Linked DNA regions of Salmo salar: region 2 is linked to region 1. The links are chromatin contacts, called in public Hi-C maps. All regions are on one chromosome and are shown on one strand. Each heading gives the region's core, a stretch centred on a gene start, on an enhancer-like site or on the middle of the called end of the contact. The rest is flanking DNA. Distances are from core to core; before and after follow the strand shown. Region 1 holds the start of LOC106582099 (G-protein coupled receptor 143). Region 2 overlaps fancb (FA complementation group B).

Region 1 (3,116 bases), core at 81-2,580:
ACTATGATACCTGGAGGAGACAAACACAACAAGACCTCTCAAAACATCTGACCATCTTATAAAGATCTGTTTTACAGGATGTCAATGAGGGGGGCTCCCGAGTGGCACTGCATATCAGTGCTAGAGGCGTTACTACAGACCCTGGTTCGATTCCAGGCTGTATCACAATCACAATTGTGTGTGTATCCGTTGCTCCTCCACATACACATTCTCCTCTCAGTCCTTGTGTAATGATTGCAGTGAGACCCCCAGGCCTGTTATAAAATCAAGCTAGTAGGCTAACAATCCATTCTTTGACTGATGATATGTGAGACCTATTGGCCTGCAAAATGCCTAATGCATAAATTGTATTTCACTAGCTACAATATCTGGTTCCGTCATAAGCTATGATAAACAATCTAAAATTGTACAATAAAGTAGAGGGACACAATTGCAAACGTGGTGTACGCCTACAACTTTGATTAAATTCTCCATGGTATCGACAGTGACGCGCAAGGTGTTGATGAAAAGTAACGGGATATAGCCTTACCTGCACATCCCAGTATATCACATATGCTGATGATAAACAATATTCTCGACGAAGAAGCTGGTTTGGGAAGAGGGTACTGTCCAAGGCGCCTGTAACCCCTACGTTTGGGCAACATTTGTAAAATAGAAAATATCAAACTTAAACTTGCGCTACCGATGCAAATGGCGCCAAAGAAGAGGGGCTGAAAAGTAATGACAAATTCGGTCGATGCGTCTCGGTTTGGGCAGCAGAACGTCTCCAGCCTTGGGGATGCCATCATGGACTCGATGGAAAGAAGCAGGCTACGGCGTCAGGGGAGAAAGGAAAGTTAAATTCATAAATTTAGTCCGTGGCATGAGGTCTGTTTCAAGTGAAAATCACGGGTTGGTTCATCATGTGCTTCTATTTAATCCTTCCAGTCAGGGTTTAACTGCCCCACATTGGTAAGAGGCCACATAAGAATGTTGCTCAACATTTGTAGTAAAAAGGCTTAGGCTCCTTTTTGTTAAGTTAAATGTTTCCACAAAATTGTCCATGCCTCTATAATATTAAGTATAAATTGCATTATGAGTGTGAGAAAACGTGGAAATTAAGTGTATAAATGTGTGTTCAGGAAAATACTGAATCATACCTTTAATAAATAGCAGATGCTGTAGTCCTAGTGGAAAATATGAAATGCACAGTATGCAAACTTTTTTACCAATTGTACAAGAACATCTGATACTATGCAGTTGTTTGGAGTGGTTTGAATGTAGCTAGGCTACATTAGGAATTTGAAATAGAGTAACAAAGTTACTAAGCCATACCCTGTCCAGACAGATCATTTATGAATAGCCTACTGATAGCCCACTGTGCAGCACCTGACCTGAGTAGCTGGAGGAGCTGCTACATTCCAGCTCTAAGAACCAGAAAAGCAGGTGAACCGTTGTACAAATGATTTGTGGATCAATGGAGCTATGAATATGCATTGATTACAGAGAGGACATTCAGTGGGTTTATACAGTGGTATTCTAATCCATGCACCTTCTCTGACAAGGCACAAAGTAACGTGTGTTTTAGGTTTACAGTGGCAGGGATTATATCAACATGATAGTGAATTGTAGGCTATTATGATTTAGAATTTTTTGAATTTCTCTCTCTTCTCTTTCCTTCTCTCTCAATGAACAAACCTATCTGCTACTGACATCTGGTGGTGGATAAAATAACTTACGTAGAGAATGTTTTCATTGGAGAATCACGTTGCATCCATGAAGAATGTATGTCACAAAATGTGCATGCTAAGGAGTGCCTTGCCGTGTTTTCTCACTGTCAAATGTTTGCCTCGATAATGTTAATGTGGGGTAGCAATTCTGGGGTATTTAAAAATCAACTAACTTATGTGGATAATTAGTTTATTCTCATGGCGAACCGGATGCTAGTTTATCTATGCCAGACAATGCAGTAAGTAAGTAAGTAAGTCTTTCTGGCGTGTTTCCTCTGTAAAACAACAGCTTATCCTCCAAATGGAAAAAGTAGGGAGCATAAATTGGTTTCTGGCAAATAACTCTGTGAGCCTGGAATTTCTCCTTGTAAAGTTTAGGTATTTATAAGCCTATCCAGCCAGCTTTTTGAACTGAATTTCTTTCCAAAAATTGATTGGATATTTGGAAACTTGCATGTAAACTCTGACTACAGCTGATGAATAACCAGGCATGGAAAAGTCCTCCACTTAAAGCATGGCTTTACAGTTTGTATCCAAGGGAAAAGTGTCAGTCAGGATGTTGACACATTACCCAAACTACAAAAACAAGTGTGTACCTGCACATCTCCTATGTATCTTTCCAGCCCCCCCCCCCCCTCTATCTTTCTTACTCAAGCCTCCTCCTTCCCTCTAACCCTCCCTCTTTAGCTGGAGGTGATGGGTGTGAACTGTCTGTGATGACAGTGTCAAGTTACAGATCTGCTCAACAGGATTCTACTCACTCTCTCTGCCCACAATTGGGTCTAATGAACACGATATGCACTGTAAAAACAAGCCCAGCAATGCATTCAAAACCACTTCCTGCAGGGCAGACTGAAGCTGAGGGGAAATGACATCACAGGCTTTAAGTTGGGATGTGATGTCGAAATCATCCAAAAACAGTTCAGGAACAGACGGTACAGATAAGTGTTGACACCAGCGACAGGTCAAAGTCCAGTTGCTGATGTTACAAAACCAATGATGCAAGACAGACTACTAGACTGCCGTCTGATTTGGGGAACTCTATAGGTCAACAATGAGACCGGCTACAGGACACAGCAGTGACAACCCGAGGAACAATGCTACCCAGACTGGATCCGTTGTTTTTCTCTCCAACCCTTTGATGAGTGGTGAGTAGACTGCTTGGTGAGATGCACTAAAAGTTTCCACTTGTCTATATCTATGCTTTGGCCAATGAATGTTTGTATCTGGGAATGATCCTATGGTCGGGGGGCCAGTACAAAAAAATGTATGAAATGTATGCATTCACTACTGTAAGTCGCTCTGGATAAGAGCGTCTGCTAAATGACTAAAATGTAAATGTAATTGTTGTTCTTCACTTATAAGATATTGAGTCAGATTGGTCCCCCATTCATGATGCAGCCTACA
Region 2 (3,269 bases), core at 652-3,151, 47 kb after region 1:
CTGTGAGAGGCTAGAGATCAGCCCACACTACTTACTGGCCAATCCTGCTGGGCCATCTGCTGTCATGCTGTTTCACTGGCAGCACAAAACACCTTTCCAGGGAGAATTATCCGTCCACTGCAGGTAGCTAATCTTTGCTTACAATGCCGTTTGATATGTTCAACGAATTAGGAAATGATCCACGAGTGATTAAATTACTTAGTGGTGGGCCATGCATGAATGTTCCTTAATCCAAATATACTGGAACATTTAATGGCGCTGTAATACTTCAATGGTATAGTTCGTTTCGAGACAGATAAAACACAAATAATATTTATATATCTCATGATATTTACTTAATTGTTCACCTGTAGCCAGTTCAAGGTGCTGCAGTTCCTCGACTCCCTGTTTGGTTTCCTGCCAGCATCCTGCTCCATCCTGCCCCTCAGACAGCGGGGAGGAGACAGGACGGCACCACGACTGGCCCATTCCCTGGAGAAAGAGGTACTGTCACTCAAACAGGGCATGTCGTCTTTGCTCCATGGCGAGGAAGAGGAGATGGAGGAGGGGAAGAAGAGCAGTGGAGTGAAGAAGATGGAGCCCCCTGATCCAGGCTCTGCTGAGGGACTCCAGAGGTGCAGGGAGGAGTGGCAGCGGGACAGGGAGAGGAGCAGGAGGCTGTTGAGCCCCCTGGTGGGCGTGGAGCGCTATCGCAGATTGACCCAGAGCCTAACCCAGGTACAGCTGGAAGGAGATGTAGCTGCCCTCCTAGAGACACAGACACTAATTTAGCCTTGCAATGCATTGACATGCACACTCAGTGGCCAGCCCAAATTCTTCGGTTCATGGGAACGTAGCTCAATTGGTATCAAGGGACATAACGGGTGCCAGGAAAACATTCCCCACACCATTATACCACCGCCACCAGCCTGTACCGTTGACACCAGGCAGGATGGGACCATGGACTCATGCTATTTACGCCAAATCCTGACCCTGCCATCAGCATGACGCCACAGGAACCGGGATTAGTCGGACCAGGCAATGTTCTTCCACTCTTCAGTTGTCCAGTGTTGATCGAGTGCCCACTGGAGCCACTTCTTGTTCTTAGATGATCGGAGAGGAACCCGGTGTGGTCGTCTGCTGCAATGGCCCATCTGTGAAGAGGACCGACGAGTTGTGCATTCCGAGATGCCGTTGTACTGCGCACGTGACTCACTGTCTGTAGGAGCGGACCATTTTTGTGAATGGGGTGGTGTACCTAATAAACTGGCCACAGTGCAGTGTAGTTCCTTTTTATTTCTATGTCTTCTACAGGATTGTATGGTTACCTTCTTTTGGTTTCTAATATTCTGTATGTTCCTTTTATCAATGAAATGTTGAGATTCAGTCCAGATGATCACTGTCTTATGCCATGTTGAACTGAGTGCTACCTTATGCATTGTCATTAGTAATGAGAAGTTACAAACCTGAGATGCAATTCACCCTGTAGGTTACTGTAATTATTATGTTAATCTCTCATACTGTAAACCTGCCTGTACCTATAGTTCCTCAGATGTACGGTCCATTAAAAAAAGTATTCATACGCCTCGACTTATTCCACATTTTGTTACAGCCTGAATTCAAAATTGATTAAATATATGTTTTGTTTCATCCATCTACACACAATACTCTATAATGACAAAGTGAAAATGTTCTGAGAAATTGTTTCAAATGTATTAAATGAAATACAGAAATCTAATTTACCTAAGTATCTCTCTTACTCAATACATGTTAGAATCACCTTTGGCAGTGACTATATCTGTGAGTCTCTCTGCGTAAGTCTCTAAGAGCTTTCCACACCTGGTATGTACAATATCTGCCCATTTTATTGTTATTTAAATTCTTCAAGCTTGTTCTTCATTTAAGTCAGCATTGATGGGGTGGAGCATTGCTCTCTACAGTAGTTTCTGTTTCGAGAAGGGGCTCAGCCTAGTCGGTTATGGCGCTTCACAACAAGTAAATAGTTTCACTTCCTTTTATTAGCACCTCAAAACCAATGGTGCTTTATTTCTACTGAAGTAGCAGAACAGCAGCATACAGTGCCTTCAGAAAGTATTCACACCCCTTTGTGATTATTATTTTTTGTGGTTAGAGCCTGAATTTAAAATGGACAAAATAAACATCTCATCCATCTAAACACAATACCCCATAATGACAGTTTAAAAAATATATTTCAAATGTTTCTCACTAACATAAGAATTCACACCCCTGAGTCAATGCATGTTAGAATAACCTTTGGCAGTAATTACAGCTTTGAGTCTGGCTAGGTCTCTAAGAGATTTGCACATCTGGATTGTACAATTATTGCCCATTATTTTCAAAATGCTTCAAGCTCTGTCAAATGTGTTGTAGGTCATTGCTAGACAATTTTCAAGTCTTAACAGATTTTCAAGCAGATTTAAGTCAAAACTGTAACTCACCCACTCAGGATCATTTGCTGTCTTCTTGGTATGCAACTCGTGTAGATTTGCCCTTGTGTTTTAGGTTACTGTCCTTCTGAAAGGTCAATTCATCTCCCAGTGGTACAGCACACTGAACCAGGCTTTCCTGTATAATATTGGCTGTGCTTAACTCCGTTTTCTTTTTTTGTCCTGAACTCCCTTGTCCTTAATGATTACAAGCATACCCATAACATGATGCAGCCACCACTATGCTTGAAAATATGGAGAGTGGTACTCAGTAATGTTGTATTGGATTTGCCCCAAACATGACACTGTATTCAGGACAAAAACTGAATTGTTTTGCCACTTTTTTCCAGTAATACTTTAGTGCCTTATTGCAATATTTGTATTCTGTACCATCTTCCTTTTCACGCTGTCAATTATGTTAGTATTGTGGAGTAACTACAATGTTGTTGATCCATCCTCAGCCATTTAAACTCTGTAACTGTTTTAAAGTTACCATTGGCCTCATGGTGAAATCCCTGAGCTGTTTCCTTCCTCTCCAGCAACTGAGTTAGGAAGGATGCCTGTATCTTTGTAGTGACTGGGTGTATTGATACACCCTCCAAAGTGTAATAACTTCACCCTGCTCAAAGGGAGATTCAATGTCTGCTTTTTTTGTTTGTGAGACATTGGAAAACATCCGTGGTCTTAGTTTGAAATTCACTGCTCGACTGAGGGACATTACAATTATCTGTATGTGTGGGGTACAGAGATGAGGTAGTCATTAAAAAATCATGTTAAACACTATTATTACACACAGTGAGTCCATACAACTTATGACTTAAGCTAGTTTTTATTCCTGAACTT

What was found. A called contact is a pair of places that touch in the nucleus more often than the background predicts.
Region 2: a Hi-C map of blood shows a contact between it and region 1, with 2.5 times the contacts expected there. The contact joins the enhancer-like site here to the promoter of LOC106582099 in region 1. A contact is called at or near these places in 2 of 3 Hi-C or Micro-C datasets (blood and muscle).

The regions. Positions count from the first base shown.
Region 1 is chrssa21:29,487,459-29,490,574 of Ssal_v3.1, forward strand. It overlaps LOC106582099 (G-protein coupled receptor 143), which reads right to left and starts at 1,331. Exons shown (of 10, transcript XM_014164843.2): 1 at 1,140-1,331; 2 at 530-810; 3 at 1-10. The coding sequence starts at 788. It overlaps LOC106582097 (ankyrin repeat and SOCS box protein 9), which reads left to right and starts at 2,476. Exons shown (of 7, transcript XM_014164840.2): 1 at 2,476-2,857; 2 at 3,075-3,116. The coding sequence starts at 2,764.
Region 2 is chrssa21:29,534,165-29,537,433 of Ssal_v3.1, forward strand. It overlaps fancb (FA complementation group B), which reads left to right. Exons shown (of 9, transcript XM_045704656.1): 8 at 1-123; 9 at 354-1,561. The coding sequence ends at 771. Among protein-coding and RNA genes, the nearest start is that of fancb, 7.9 kb to the left of the region's middle. Within about 2 kb of position 1,902, at least 3 of the 13 cell types and tissues checked have an H3K27ac peak or open chromatin away from gene starts, as enhancers often do.